Linked DNA regions of Mus musculus: region 2 is linked to region 1. A link is a contact called in public Micro-C data. All regions are on one chromosome and are shown on one strand. The core of a region is the stretch at or near the end of the contact, and the rest is flanking DNA. Distances in the headings are between cores, read along the strand shown. Region 1 overlaps Cdk14 (cyclin-dependent kinase 14). Region 2 overlaps Cdk14 (cyclin-dependent kinase 14).

Region 1 (7,510 bases), core at 1,255-3,754:
CTTCTATTCATCTGGGAGGAAAAAAGGGAAAAATAACATTTATTCTGCTCCTGTGGTGGGTGGTTGGAGCTGAGGCGGATTTGTTTGACTGCCAATTACTGGTAACAGTTATCTGGTTGTTATACATTTTATAAATGTGTCTAGCAGTGCTCTGAGTGTTTAGAAAATGCCTATCAGAACTTAGTGTTCTATGCCACAGGCTGAAGAAGACTGGCCCTGGTTAATTCAGTACGTAGCTCACATTTCACTGGAGCACAGTGTGTGAGGAAGGAAGCCCCAGGAAGGTCTGGGTTGAACACTGTTCTCCAAGGAAGCATGCTACACTGGCAAATTATCTGAGACATAAGCAGGCTTCTGCAGAAGTGGGTGCACTGCATGTTGGAAAAGAAACTGGGCTGGGTAAGAATACTGAATCACAAACCAGCAACACTAGGAAAGAGTATGCTGATGGGAAGTGCAAACCAGCCCAATGCTTTTAGAGAATTATCTGAGAAGTATGTAAATGTTGGGGATGCACCAACCAGTCCTGGACCATTTCTGCAAAGAAAATGTTAGTTTAGAAAGCTCTGGGCATGACATAAGGGCTGACCCAGTGGGCTTGTTCTTTCATGAGAGTGAGGTATTGGAGAACCTACATCTTCAGGAGTTATAGGGATACTTACTCAACCACTGTGACGGCTATTCCTGGTTGCCAACCTGACTATATCTGGAATGAAATACAATCCAGAAATGGAGGGCATACCTGTGATTCATATCTTGGGGCTGGAAAACACAGACTTTTGATGTGTATATTGAGACATAGTAGCCATGAAAACCTTGGGACCAGGAAGGGTGGTACATGCCTTTAATCCCAGAAGACAAAGGCAAGTCATCCTGAGCTCAAGGCTAGCCTGGGACAGTGCAAGTTCCAAGTCCAGGCTTGGTGACACACACCTTTCATCTGAGCCACACCTTCCGCTAGAAGGACTATGGAAGAAGGAAGGCCTCGTTCTTTTCTGCCTGCCTGCACTTACAGCACATCTTTTGGAATCTACTTGTTCAGGATTCCAGCTTATACAGAAGACCCGTTGAAACACTCTGCCTCCTAGGATTGAGCAACTACTCAATTCTTGGACTTCCCATTCACAGCTGCCCATTGTTGGGTTAGTTGGACTATAGGCTGCAAGGCATTCCAGTAATTTAATTTAATCTACAGAGACTTTCCATTAAGTTCTGTGACTCTAGAGAGCCCTGACTAATATACCCACACAAACTGGATTGACACATAGCTTCTAAAACAAAATTTGAAGGTTTATATGAAATGAGTAAGAAAACCATCCATGACTGAAATATGTGGGGAAAAAAAAAGAAAACAAGCTGAAATAATGCTCACTGCACCTCTGGAAATCAGCACAGATACTACCCTCAAATGTACGCTCTTCAGGGCCTGACTGCCTGGGATGAGAGCAAGGACACGCATGGGCTTTCTATCGGAGCTCCTAAGAATTACAGTAAAACGCTGACCAAGCTTGGCTTCTCAATATACACACTTCTGAAATCTACTGGGATGTGGAATGCTTTTTAATTTAGGAAGTCATAAGAGAAGAGAAGATCTGCAGGCATGGTGTTGAGTGCCTGAAATCCCACCTCTCAGAAGGCTGAGGCTGGAGGATCACGCAGCACTGTCACGAGTTTGAGCTTGGCCTGGTCTACATAGCAAGGCTACAAACACAAGCAAGCATCAAAAGACAAGAGAGGATCAAATGAGTGTAAGTGGAACCGTTTATTGATTTAGAGAAAAAGTAATAACAATGATGGGATATGACCAAATGAAGAAAGTGAAACTGGTGATACAAGTGTTGGTAGTAAGGGATTCATGTCAAGGGGCTCGTGTGCTTTCTGTGGAATATAAACAAAAGCACATGCTAAGGCCTGCTCCTCGTTACTCCTTTGCCCTTCCTGCTAGAGTCCAAGACTCTGGACAGACACAGCTTATACAGCAGGTGGAATGAAATATTAAGAATAATCCAAAGGGAACTTCTGGAGAAAGATGATTTCAGCCTCAGGATTTATTTTTAAGAATTAAGGAATGCCATGGGAAGAAAAAGTTCTTTTTCATAATGAAATCGGCCTGGCTATGCCTATTCTGAGCACTGCCAGCAGGCAGAAACAAGCTGTCTCCAGCCATCCTGCTGTTCAGGGCACTGCCTGTCTGCAGGGTCCAGCAGGGTCCACCCACAGGGATTGCTGGCACGATCTTGGGTAGAGATGTCTGGATCAGTCTGTAGCCATCACTGCCTCTAGGACAGACAAGGATAAGACTGGATGTCTTTATGAACTACTTCAGATCTTAAACCACAGCCGCCCACATCACCATCTGTTGAGTGCCATGTGGACGAAAAGAAAAATGCACGCTGGTCCTAAAAATACTATTTGCCTTACAAGGAACAATCCCTGATGGCTCTGCCTCCCTGGCCTCTGTTTTATATAACATTAATTAGAGATGCTAATTCTGTGTCAGAATGGTACTGTAGCCACACCCTGGAATGTGAAATCCTAAACCTTCAAGTTCTGCCAAAATGTGTCACTGCATCCAAGTGCAACAAATTCAGTTGGAATTTTTATATTCCATGGCTCCCTGACTGCAAGTCCATGGAACTGGAGTTGTAATCATTCCAGACACATAATTGCCACCATTAAACCATGCTATGTAAGCCCGGTTTTGTCACCTGTTAGTCAATAATAACATTATACGTATTCTTGTGCGTTTGAATAAGAAAAAGCTTTTGAAATTTTCAGCGAAAATTCATAAAACTAATATATATATTATATATATATTATTACATTATATATATATATATATATAGTACAAACTATCTCTGCTTTCAGTGCAACACTATTAAGCTCCAAGCATCTCCCTGTTACACTTCCCTCTTTCCAGAAGAAGACAGCTATCAGCTTTACTAGGTAAAAGATGTGTAAGGTACCCTAGAGGAGAAAGGAGTTTGGTCAGGAGACCATAGCAGTGCACTGGCCACCCAATAATGTTCCATTTCCAGCACTGTAGGCCTCTCCAGCATCACGTGCTTCTCCATCTTCCAGAAGCCAGCCAAGGACACAGGCTTGTGACTCTTAGCCTCCAGTCTCTGACCTGCAGTTGTGGTCCAGCTCTGGTCAAGCTCCCGCCTCCCAACCAGCCCTTTGCCTCTCCTGTCCCAGCTCTGTGAATACCTCTCATCTGTTGTCTCCATCATGGATCTAGGTGTTGATCGCGCTTGACTTTGTTGATGTTTTCAATTAGTTTTGCTTTCAATTGCATATCTCTTCTTTGACATTTATTATTGTTTTCTTTCCCATTGCCTTTGATTTAATTCACTTCTATTCTCCTACTTCATAGAATAAACACATAAATCATTGATGTCAAACTTCTCCATTTCCCAGTGTAAGCTTTTAATGCTGTAAAATACTTCAAAGCCTGCTTTAGCTAACTGTCACACATTCTGATGGGTTGTAGTCGGAAGAATCTGTTTGATATCTTAATCAAAGTGCAATGTAAAAGTTATTAAAGGCTGTTAACATAATTTGACGTTCTGAATCCTATGTGAAAGTTTACTTAAAACCATTTTCTATTTTCTCTTTTAGGCAGACAATCTCGAGGAATTTTCTTTGAACAATTTTCTTTGAATAATTTTCTCTTATCATGATCTTATATTATTTTGCAGGACTCTGGACAAAACTCTCCAAGCAACCTCTCGGCCACATCCTTAAGTAAAGGCTCCTGAGTGCTGCACTGGTTTTTCAGTTTCAACCAGGTGAATGATGGCAATACCCAAAAGAGTGAGAGGGGCTGTGGACACGAGAAATGCCAAGGCTGGATAATGTGTGGAGCAGAGCCTCGGGACATTTAGCAGTTTGCATTACACAGACGAAATAAATCCTCAGTTTTCTGAGATACACCATTGTTGTCTCTCTGGAAGTCTACCACCTTACAGGCTAACTCACCGAGGCTGGGCACCTGTGAAAATGAGAGTGCTCAAGCTGGAAGGCAGGGGAGCTGAGGTGGAAAGCAATGGAGACAGAATGGGTTCTTAGAAAAAGGCATGGTGATGTGTGGGCCAACTCAGCATCCAGTCTAGGAATAGAATGAGGAGAATTGCCTGGTTCACTAGGTTAGGCTAAAAAAGGGTGATAATTTAGAATGATTCTTAGATTGCTGGCTTTAGTTTCAATAGGTACTGCCACTTACTGAAATGTGGAGAACACGTGTGAGTTACTTCATTCGTGACACGTCAGAAGTGATTAAGAATGGCTACATCTGGGATTCTTATTAGACATGAAGAGGGTGGGTTACTAAGCAGGCCAAAGTGTTGCTACCATGTGCTACCATAACATACTTCCTGGACTTTCTCCCTGGCCACAATGGGAGGCCCCAGGAGAGAAGGCCAGTGTCTTATTTATCTTTGCATCTTGAGTCCTATTACAATAAACAACCTCGGTCATGTCATAAACATTTATTGATTTAATTTACAACTAGCATTAGTAAAAGAAATGCCAAGCTGTGAACTATGGAACAGGACACTATGGGGTTAAAATGCCTACCTAGGCAGCACAACTGATTTACATAACAAATAGCTAAAGGAACTCAGAAAGTGGTAATAAACACTTTTATGGAAACTATGTTTTGAGACATACAGGGAACTTTATGACTTTAATCTCAAACTGTTGGAGACATTAAGACAAAAATTTAAATATGGTGGAGAAAGCTGAACAATTCTGGTGGTTCTCATGGGATGTTTCTGGAAAAGCTTTTTTTACCCTAAATGTTCATTTGCATGGTAGGGGCAGGAATCAAAAAGGTGGGCTTTGGGAGTCTCCCAAGATTATCAGCGAAATTTCATTTAAAAGAGGAACGAAAGCTTCTGCTTCTCTTCTTCTTCCTCTTCCTCCTCCTTTTTTATTTATTAGGTATTTTCTTCATTTACATTTCCAATGCTATCCCAAAAGTCCCCGATACCCTCCCCACCCCCACTCCCCTACCCACCCACTCTCACTTCTTGGCCCTGGCGTTCCCCTGTACTAAGGCATATAAAGTTTGCAAGAACAATGTGTCTTTCTTTCCACTGATGGCCGACTAGGCCATATTTTGATACATATGCAGCTAGAGACACAAGCTCTGGGGGGTACTGGTTAGTTCATATTGTTGTTCCACCTATAGGGTTGCAGATCTCTAGCTCCTTGGGTACTTTCTCTAGCTCCTTCATTGGGGGCCCTGTGATCCATCCAATAGCTGACTGTGAGCATCCACTTATACTCTGGTTTCTCTTCAGATCATATAAACCTTTCGCCTTTTATTCCTCCTCCTTCTTGAAAGCTAAGGATACTCTAACCTCATTCTATAGGTGAAGAAAGTGAGCTCTACTGTTCTTTAGTAAGATTTCTCTCTTAAAATGCCTATTACCATATTTACAGATTTTCATCTCCTGGAACTATGAACTTCATACCTTTATAATAAATGGTCAAACTGTATCAGTTTTTCCCCTTTGGCTTTAACATCACATAACACATAGAATAGACCCTTCTAATATCTCTATCAGATTAAAGCTTTTGACAGCATATTATGGCGATATTTTAATAGAGATAATGCATTATATCCAAGTCAGCCAACTTTGCTCCATGAACATGGCCAGGAGAACACACAAATTACTGAGTATATCCTAATTTTCCTCCTACGCATTCAGTACGATTGCATACTAATAGAAGTTGGACAGAGAATAAAAAGACATGAATGTTTAACTCTAAGAAAAATACTGCCTTAACCAAGAAAAGAAAAACTGACAAGTGGAGCCATTATTGGAGGTTCCTTCAAGGTTATTTCCATTTTCATTAGATCATTTATTCAGCAGGTCTGGCTACAACATGCCATGGAGAGAATTTCATCATTTGATTTATTTTTTTACTTACCCAGTAAATGTTTTATCTTTCATCCAAACTGACAGGCTGGTATTATCAAAGCTAACCTGAGAATCATTAGCCAGGGTAAAATTCCTTTTTTTCATTATTTTATTTTATTTTACTTTGTTTTATTTTATTTTATTTTTTGTTAGAACACACAGACCTTAGGGGTAAGCTATCGGCCAAGATATGCCTTCAAATTCTTACCAGGCTTCCCGTAGGGAAGAAAGGAGGTAATTAATCTGTCATCCTAGATGTCGTACTGTGTCTCTACAGTATTTAAAAGCCAATTTCACTGTGATAAAATTTTGTCATAAATAGATGAACTAGAACAAAAGAAAAGGGACTGAAAGGGAAGCATTTTTAACCAAAACTTGCTGAACAGCATAAGAGGAAATATTAATCTGAAGAGTTTTTAGATCTCAAGACTGCAAGGGAAATCTATAGCAGCCAACTGACTGAAGCAGTATTTCTGCTTGCTGATTCAGTTACATATTCTGAAAAAGAATCTAGGTTGGAGAGATTTAGAAATACGTTGATTTTTCAATGGTTGATTTTTCAGCGATTTTGTAATCGCTCAGCTAATATGCTGATCTGATGGCGTCCTGAAGCACATAGCAGCATTCTGAGTCAGTCCCTTCCAGTCACTCTTTAAAAGATGTTACTAAACATGGTGGCCTCTGTGGAAATGCCACCCATTTCCAGGGTTTTGAAGGCATTGATTCCATGCCAAGCTTATCATACTTTATCTATCTCTGGCCCCATGATGCCTCAACATTTAAAAAACTTATTATTATTATTATTATTTATTTATTTATTTATTTATTTATTTATTTATTTTCAAAGACAGAGTCTTACTAAGTGTCTCTGGCTGGCCTGGAACTTGTTGTGTAGACCAGGCTAGTCTGGAAGGCACAGAAGTCCTGCTGCTTCTCCTCCAGAGTGAGTGCTGGGATTGCCATGTGTAACACAGTGTGGTTCCTCGAGTCATCTTCAATCTCAGAAACAACAGGCTGATGGATAAACAAGTTTATGACTTGGGACTCAAACTGTCCCCAAGCAACAGGAGCCTGGAGGCTATTATTCACCACCATAAGGCTCCACTGTAGACTATAAGTAATCATCTCATAAGAAACGAGGATGCCAGGGCTGACTTCTTACGAACACTTCGTAGAGCCAGACAGATCATTGGACCACACCATGACCAGCTAAGCATTCGTCTCTGCTCTGCCCTGACTCTCTCTCCAAGCTCACATCACTGCCTGGAAGAGGACTTGTGGCTGCTGGACTCACCACATGTGTTCCTCTTTCCCCATTCTCTAAATCTCTGTTTTCCACAATTACTCATCTCTTAATTAGCCTGTTGCCAAGGCCTGGTTGAGCCTGTTAGGAATGTAGAGGTGGTGCTCTTGACAGAAAAACTCCAGCAATAGTTGGAGAAAGAACCTCTTAAGACAACTTTTCATCTTTTTATCTTTTTGAAACATGTCCTAAGTATTGCTGAAGGCTGTTCTGAAGCTCAGAACAACCACCAAAATACCAATCAGTATATGTGGAAGGAATAAATAATTCAGTCACA
Region 2 (7,510 bases), core at 2,640-5,139, 330 kb after region 1:
ATTTCAACTGATTTCTGACCATCAGCCCATGGAATTTTGCTGTCTGTGTAATGCAGAGGATGTCACTTACGGAACCAGCCCATACCCCTGAAACGCATACAGAAAGATGTTACAAACTTTCTGAAAATACCATTGATAAACAATGGCTGCCAAAGTCCAAAATTGTTGATTATTTAAGACACAAAATTTAGCCAGAACTAACATAGACATGCTGGTACACTACAATTAACTAACTAACTAATTAACTAATTAACTAACATAGACATGCTGATACACTACAATTAACTAACTAATTTAACTAACATAGACATGCTGGTATACTACAGTTAACTAACTAACTAATTAACTAACATAGACATGCTGGTACACTACAGTTAACTAACTAACTAATTAACTAACATAGACATGCTGATACACTACAATTAACTAACTAACTAATTAACTAACATAGACATGCTGGTACACTACAGTTAACTAACTAACTAATTAACTAACATAGACATGCTGGTACACTACATTAGCCTTTCACAAGTCTTCTCTTGAATCTACAGTTTGATTTACCCTGATCTGAATAGGAGTCACCACAAGGAAAGAAGGCACAATCCCACTTACCACAGTGAAAGTTGCTCTGGTTAGGAAAGGGGCAAGGAGGCACACATCTGTAGTCCCTGTACTCCTTAGACAGAGGCAGGAGGATCATCAAAAGTTCAAGGCCAGCATGGCTAACTTTGAAAGTTTCAGGATAGGCAAGGAAACATGACTGTTACAGGGAGAAGGAAGCAAGCATGAGAGAGAACACGGGACTGTCTCAGGGAGCCACATACAACCTCGTCTCACAATTACACACAAGCAAAATAAGACTGTAATCTCCCAAGATCACTTACGTGTGTATGTTTATAACAGCAATCCTGTTTCTTTTATTGAAAGAGATTCTTTTCTCACCTAGTATTCTGAGATTACAGTTTCTCCTCCCTCTGCCCCTCTCAGGTCCTCCCCCACCTCCCCTCTCATCCCGGTCCATTCCCTTTCTTCCTCTCATTTTAAAAGAACAGGCTTCTAAGGGATAATTAATAAAATATTTAAAAAAATACAATAAAAGAAAAACTATCACATAAGAATCAGACAAGACAAAGAGAAGAAAAAGAGCCCAAGGAAAGGCACAAGAAACAGAGCCACACCTGTTCACACACTCAGGTATCTCTTTTTAAAAGACACTATGCTAAAAACCATAATATAGACGCAGAGGGCCTGGTGCAGACCGTGCAGGCCCTGTGCGTGCTGCCTCGGGCTCTGTGCATATGAGCCTTGCTCATTTTGATTCAGAGACCCTTGTTTTCCTGGCATCCTCCACACTCGATCTTATACTCTTTCTGCTTCCCCTTCGGCACAGTTCCCTGAGCTCTGGGAGGAAGGATTTGGTGGAGACCCCCCACTTAGGGCTGAGTGGTCCAAGTTCTCTCACTCTTTGCATCATGTCTGCTGTGGGTCTCTGTATTCATTCCCATTGTCTGCAGGGGAAAGCTTCCCTGTTACAGCAATTCTTACGATCAAGAAAAGGATAACATGTATCCATCAAGTAATAAACAAACAAAACATAGAATATGCATAAAGGAGCATTATTAAACTACCCAAAAGAATGAAAGACTGTTACATACAATAGCAATATATCATAGAAATTATGATTCACAAGAAATTCCTCCCATGCAAAACCTATTTAGTGAATAAATACTATGGTCGAAGAAGGTTCGTGGCAAAGATCTGAAAATACATTACATGTCAGTCTCATCTCTGGTGGGATGGTGGTAGTAATTAAATCATGAAGGTAGAAATTAATTAATCATAAGGGTGGTGTTAGCACCTTTACTAGGAGGACAGAAGAGCAAAGCTTCACTCCATCTGGTCACCCTACAAATTCCAGCATTCTACAACCTAGAATAGCACCCTCACCGAACCTTTACTAGGCTGATGTTCCCCATGTCAGACCTGCAGCCTTCAGAACTGTTACTGTAAAGACAAAGAACCTCACTAGTAAATGCTGCTGTAAGACACCAGGATACAGTTATTTTGCTACACCAGCCTGGAGAAGCCAGGGTAGTACTGTGATGTCATTCCAGGAAATCTTTAGAAACAAAAATTAAGGACGTAGTTGTCAGTGGAGAGAGGGGAAATGCAATCAGATCGGCGTTTGATTTTAGGGTGATGAAAATGTTGAAAAGCTGCAATATTGTCCTAAGACAGTATTAGAAAAGCAGAAAAAAACAGTGGCTCACAAGGGATCCTGTTCCTGGAGAAAAATAAAACTAGACTTTGTAGCAAAACAAGACCAAAGCCATCCGCTGGATCTATAGCCCTAGCGGACGTCCGCTGGATCTATGGCCCTAGCGGAGCTACTCTTGCTCTGTGGTCCCTGGCTCCCTTACAGTGTAAAGAGAGCTCATAGTGTTCACATTTGTGGTAAAACTTAAATATTCAGCGACATTCTTAGCATGGAGTAACAAGGCCAGACAATAACTTCTCACGCTAAGCCCCATGCAATGGCTCACACCTGTAATCCCAGTACCCGAGAGGTAAGGCAGGAGGATGGAGACATTCAAGGACATCCTCAGCTACACAGTGAAGTCAAAGGCAGTCGGAGATACAGAAGACCCTGACTAAAAACAGCCAGAAATTAAACGTTTGTACTTTAGTCGCTAAGTCCAGCAGGCCATTAGTTAAAGCTTAAGGCAAGCCTTGGGAAAACAAATGACTCCCTAGAGCTGTGCTCTTCCCTAAAGCAGCCACTGGCAGCATGCGGTTACCTAAGTGAACTAACGTTAACAGTTCAGTTCTTCAGTCCCAAAAGCCACCTTTTACAGAGTGGACAGTAAGAATTATACAAAAGGGGCACTATTACACAGCACGGGTCTAGAAAATATAAAATGGTCATTGACAGGGATCCAGGACATCTCTGCCACCACGGCTCTAGAGAAGTAAAGATATTCAGATTAACTATCAGGGTTCATACCAGCCCTTAGGCCTTTATTCTAGCTTCAGTTTCTAACATTCTCTACCCAGGGTTGCATAAGAAAATAAAAACATGAAGAAAAGATTGGATTAACAAATTGCATTGAAAACAAACACACACACACACACACACACACCTCTTTGAGCAAGAAACAAAAATAAACTTGCAACCAAAGTCCTGATCATAGTTAATGATCCAGAGTGCTGAGTAAGCTCTCTCAGCATGTAAAACTATGATAGTCTCTTCATTCCACAAAACGAAGTCATTAAGGAAGTGAGATACTGTCATAGGAGCAGTCATCGCTAACAACCGAATGTTTATGGCACTAATCTTTATCAATAAATCTCTTAGAAAACATTTTGAAATACCACTTTCTGTGTGGCGTGACCTGGTTGATGTCAACAGGGGGCTTAAATATCCAAGAGCAACAAAAAATTATCAATTTTTGCCAGTAATTGTCTACAAAATATTTTCCTCATTATTGCTAGTTTTGTTATAAGTATAAAAAACACTTCCTGTTTGTGACTTGGAGTAAGAACAAGGAAGTAGAAAGTTGTTCCTCGCTCTCACTTTCTCTCAGTCACACAGACAGCAGTGCTCACCGAGTGTTCCTGGGAACAGGGCGGGGCCAGCTCAAGAGGCTCCAAGCCCCCACAAACTAAAATGAAAGCACTTGTTGGCTTCGTCCAGCAAGATCCTAGACCACTGTGTATGACATACTGAGCTTCAGATGCCAAAATATTAAGGTCAGACTTATGGTGGAACATTGGATAATAATTTTAAAACTCCCCCATTGCAGCTCCAAAGCTTTCACAGTCAAGCCCTCTGAAGGAAGCAAAGGAGGCCCCAGAAGAAAGGGGTTAGCGTTTGGTTTTCAAGAGGGTACATTTGGTTTGCCTTATTCCAGCTGTCGTATACTAGTAATTATGCCTGCCAAGTTGCAAAGCACTTTCCCCTGAGAGCTGTAAATGTTCTAAAAAGATGGGCTAATCTATGTTTGCAAGACCCCCAAGCAGCATGAGGGGCTTGCTATTCTCTAAAATGCAAAAAAAAAGAGCTGAGGTAACTTCACTAGAATTAAGCCCCTGCAAGTTAGATTTTCAGCTGGGAATGTATGTGTGCTGGCTCACACCACAAGCAACAAACCAGAAGAACTAACAGACCACAGGAACTCCAAGATCTTTCAACATGAGTCAATCTCTCTGAAGAAAGGCTGGCAAAGTCCCAGGATGTCCAACCCCCTGGCAGAATTACTAATGGCCACAGGAAACCATGAAGAATGAATGCCCTTTTGCCTACTCCACAGCAAGCAGGAGCCATATTAGCATCCCAAAGATGTGGTCACACTCCAGATCTGCATGTGAAATGTGTATAGAGCTTTCACTCTGAAATGCATCACTCATGTAAGGTTATGAAGTAGGTAAGTATTTACACTGATTTATATCAGATAATCAGCAAGCATCTCACCTCTAATTCTCAGCTTACACACAAATATGTGATTAATAATGTAAGAGGTCAGCATTTGCCGATGGCTTTGACCAGATCAACAAATTCCATTTACAGGATTAGAAATTGTATTACTCATCTGAAAATCAGTAGTTTGCCCCCAAAATTCTTCTTTCCTCAGGCAGATGAGTGGACTGAAGTACATGCTGTGAAACTCACAAAGAATCAATAAAACGGTTAAGAAGAAAAGAAAAAAGTAAAGTAATGAAAGAAAACATAGGCAGACAAGGTTATCACTAGCAAATGGTTCTGAGAGGGTCAAAGAGTGAGAGAATTGCTGAAGTTCAGGCAAGGAGCAAGTACTGAGAGAAGGGAGGGCGGGCCGCAGAGAGACACAGGGAAAGCTATAGAGAAACAGGTAGGAACTGACAAAGAGGAGCAGAAGAAATAAACATCCAGTGTCCTGCACTTGCCTCTGAGCTCCTAAATTCTTCTCACTGCTCAAATCCGGCTGCAGGATATTAGGTACAGGTGTTTCTTGGTGAAATCCACAGTGTGTCCCACAGTCTGTCCTCTGTCCACACATCTCTACTTGCAAATGTCCATTGCAGTGAGGCATCGGTCTGGTTCGAGATCTCTGCTTCCATGACTTGACACCATTACTAGAGGATCTTCATTAGGACTCCTGCTTATCCTGTTGTTGCCCTGTCTCCTGCGGCTCCTGCAGGTTTGGGTCAGCAGGACTGGCCCTTTCATTCATCCCAACTGTTTGCAGATTTGTAGATTTGAGGGGTGGGTCAATTCAGAGCTAAGAGCAGCATGGAGAAGACATCAGACCATCTCACGACACTCACAGAAACAATGCAGCCCCAGATAAGAGGCATCTTCACTATTTTGAGATCAGTCAAAATCCTAATTTCTGTCACTCTACCAATGTATGTCTTTGAGCAAATGAGTTGACATTTTAGCCTCAGATTCATCACTTGTAAAACACTACTAACTGGAGATACAAATATTAAATAAGAGGAAAAGATGTTCAAAGCCTGTGTCTAGGGAGCACCCTTGTCCCCCTGCACGTATCTAAGCACAGTATCTACCGCACCAGGACTCACTTGCTTTCACCCCTTCTCACTGTTAATACTGCTGCTGCTCTCCCCGGACACACAGTAAGGGGGTTCTGGACAGACAAGAGCTGGGCCTTTCTTCTCCACTGCCATGTTCCAAATGCACCTCCCCAAAATAGAGTTTTACAAACTGCAAAAGGGTAAGTGTGCAGTAAAGACGTGCGCAGGCCCTCTGGTAGACATAGAAAGGCTGAGTCAGTCCACTGCCCTGAAGAACAGAGGTAGCGCTAATGGCATTGCTGCCTGGTTATTTGGGTCCTTAATGCTCTCCTCTGATTCTTCAGTTCATATAACTATGCTTCCTCGTGTGCCATTATCCTTATGTACAGTACAAGTCACTCAGCAGATAGACCTTCTCAGCAAGTGCTTCAAATGTTAATATACACAAGCTATCAATCATTCCAACTGGGGACAAGAAGAAAAAGAGGGAATTAGGGTTTGCAAACAGAAACGGGAAATAAAGCAGATGGCGAGGCAGGGATAAGTGTCTCGGGGAAAATGAAAGAAAATGAGAGGAAATGAGTCTCGGCCTGGAGGCGCCCCCTGGTGCACTGGAGGCCACTGTGCAGCAGATGGAAGATGCCCCAGCAGCAGGCCCTCAGGCAGCCAGAGCTGGGTGGCAACACGAACTTACCTCCCATGCCCACGGTGATGGGAGCGGACTTCTTCTTTAAGCTCCCAGGTTCAAATCATTTCACAAGACTACCTAGCATCACAGAATACCTGTATTTCTGGACCTATTAGAAGGAGGAGGCTGGAGACATCCTGCGGGAGACCCGCTTCATAAAATGAGGGCAGAGATTCAGAAGCACTGAAATTTAGACACTCAACATATAGACAAAGGAGTGAATTTGAAAGAGTGCCTTCTCGATGTAACTTTCATGCCAAAGACTCACACATACACAGAAAATCAGACTGCAATCACGCCCTGCAACGGTCAGGGATGAGGTGTCTAGAAACCCGAATACCTGCATCGGTGTGTGGGGAAGCAGAAACCACACACAACAGGCATTTTAAATGTAGGGATTGAATATAAGATATTGGACACACGAGTACAGGAACCGAAATGTGAAAACGAGGCACTGATAATCAGATACGAGCTAGAGAGAAGCAGCTGCCAGGCCCAAGAAACACAAAGGAAGACGTGCCAGGTGCTCAGAGTGGAACTGATTTCTTTTCCCACCTTGGGAAGAGGTCAAGGCATGACTGGTGCCTGAGAACTCCTACAGAAGCTAGGAGCAAACAGGAGCTGAAAGAGCTAGCATTTGTGTCAGTTCCTTCCCTTCTGGGAGCCTTCCTGGGATGCCGTATTCTACTCGAGGTGAATAGGAATCCAGATGGCAAGGGTGTGATAGTTTATATATTCTTAGACCAGGGAGTGGCACCATCTGGAGGTGTGACCTGGTTGGAGTAGGTGTGTCACTGTGGGTGTGGGCTTAAGACTCTCACCCCAGTTGCCTGGAAGTCAGTCTTCCACTAGCAGCCTTTGGATGAAGGTGTAGAATTCTCAGCTCTGCCTGTTCCATGCCTGCCTGCGCCATGCCTGCCTGGATACTGCCATGCTCCCACCTTGATGATAATGGATTGAACCTCTGAACCTGTAAGTCAGCCCAAGTAAATGTGGTTTTTTTTATAAGACTTGCCTTGGTCATGGTGTCTGTTCACAGCAGTAAAACCCTAACTAAGACAGAAGTTGGTACTAGGGACTGGGGTATTGCTGTGATGGGCCTGACCTTGCTTTTATTTGAAAGACTGTGGCTTTTTGGACTTTAGATTTGGAAAGCAGTGGAATGCTTTAAATGGGGCTTAATGAGTCATCCTAGTAGGAATATGGAAGACTTTGTTGTTGGGAGTAATTTGAACTGTGTTGACCTGGCCCAAGAAATTTCAAAGGAGAAGAATTTCAGAATGTGGCATAAAGACTGTTTTTGCGATA

Evidence for each region. Hi-C and Micro-C count contacts between places; a contact is called where the count stands out from the background.
Region 2: a contact with region 1 is called in a Micro-C map of muscle stem cells, with 4 times the contacts expected there. The contact joins two enhancer-like sites. A contact is called at or near these places in 1 of 15 datasets of contacts at CTCF or cohesin (the NIH/3T3 cell line), 1 of 484 Hi-C or Micro-C datasets (muscle stem cells) and 1 of 115 datasets of contacts at active chromatin or transcription factors (bone marrow-derived macrophages).

What each region holds. Positions count from the first base shown.
Region 1 is chr5:4,991,062-4,998,571 of GRCm38.p6, forward strand. The region is part of intron 10 of Cdk14 (cyclin-dependent kinase 14); the gene reads right to left. Among named protein-coding and RNA genes, the nearest start is that of Fzd1, 240 kb to the left of the region's middle. Within about 2 kb of position 2,505, at least 40 of the 459 cell types and tissues checked have an H3K27ac peak or open chromatin away from gene starts, as enhancers often do. A contact at or near this core is called in the NIH/3T3 cell line and muscle stem cells, where this site is marked.
Region 2 is chr5:5,316,757-5,324,266 of GRCm38.p6, forward strand. The region is part of intron 2 of Cdk14 (cyclin-dependent kinase 14); the gene reads right to left. Among named protein-coding and RNA genes, the nearest start is that of Gm30151, 50 kb to the right of the region's middle. Within about 2 kb of position 3,890, at least 123 of the 459 cell types and tissues checked have an H3K27ac peak or open chromatin away from gene starts, as enhancers often do. A contact at or near this core is called in the NIH/3T3 cell line and muscle stem cells, where this site is marked.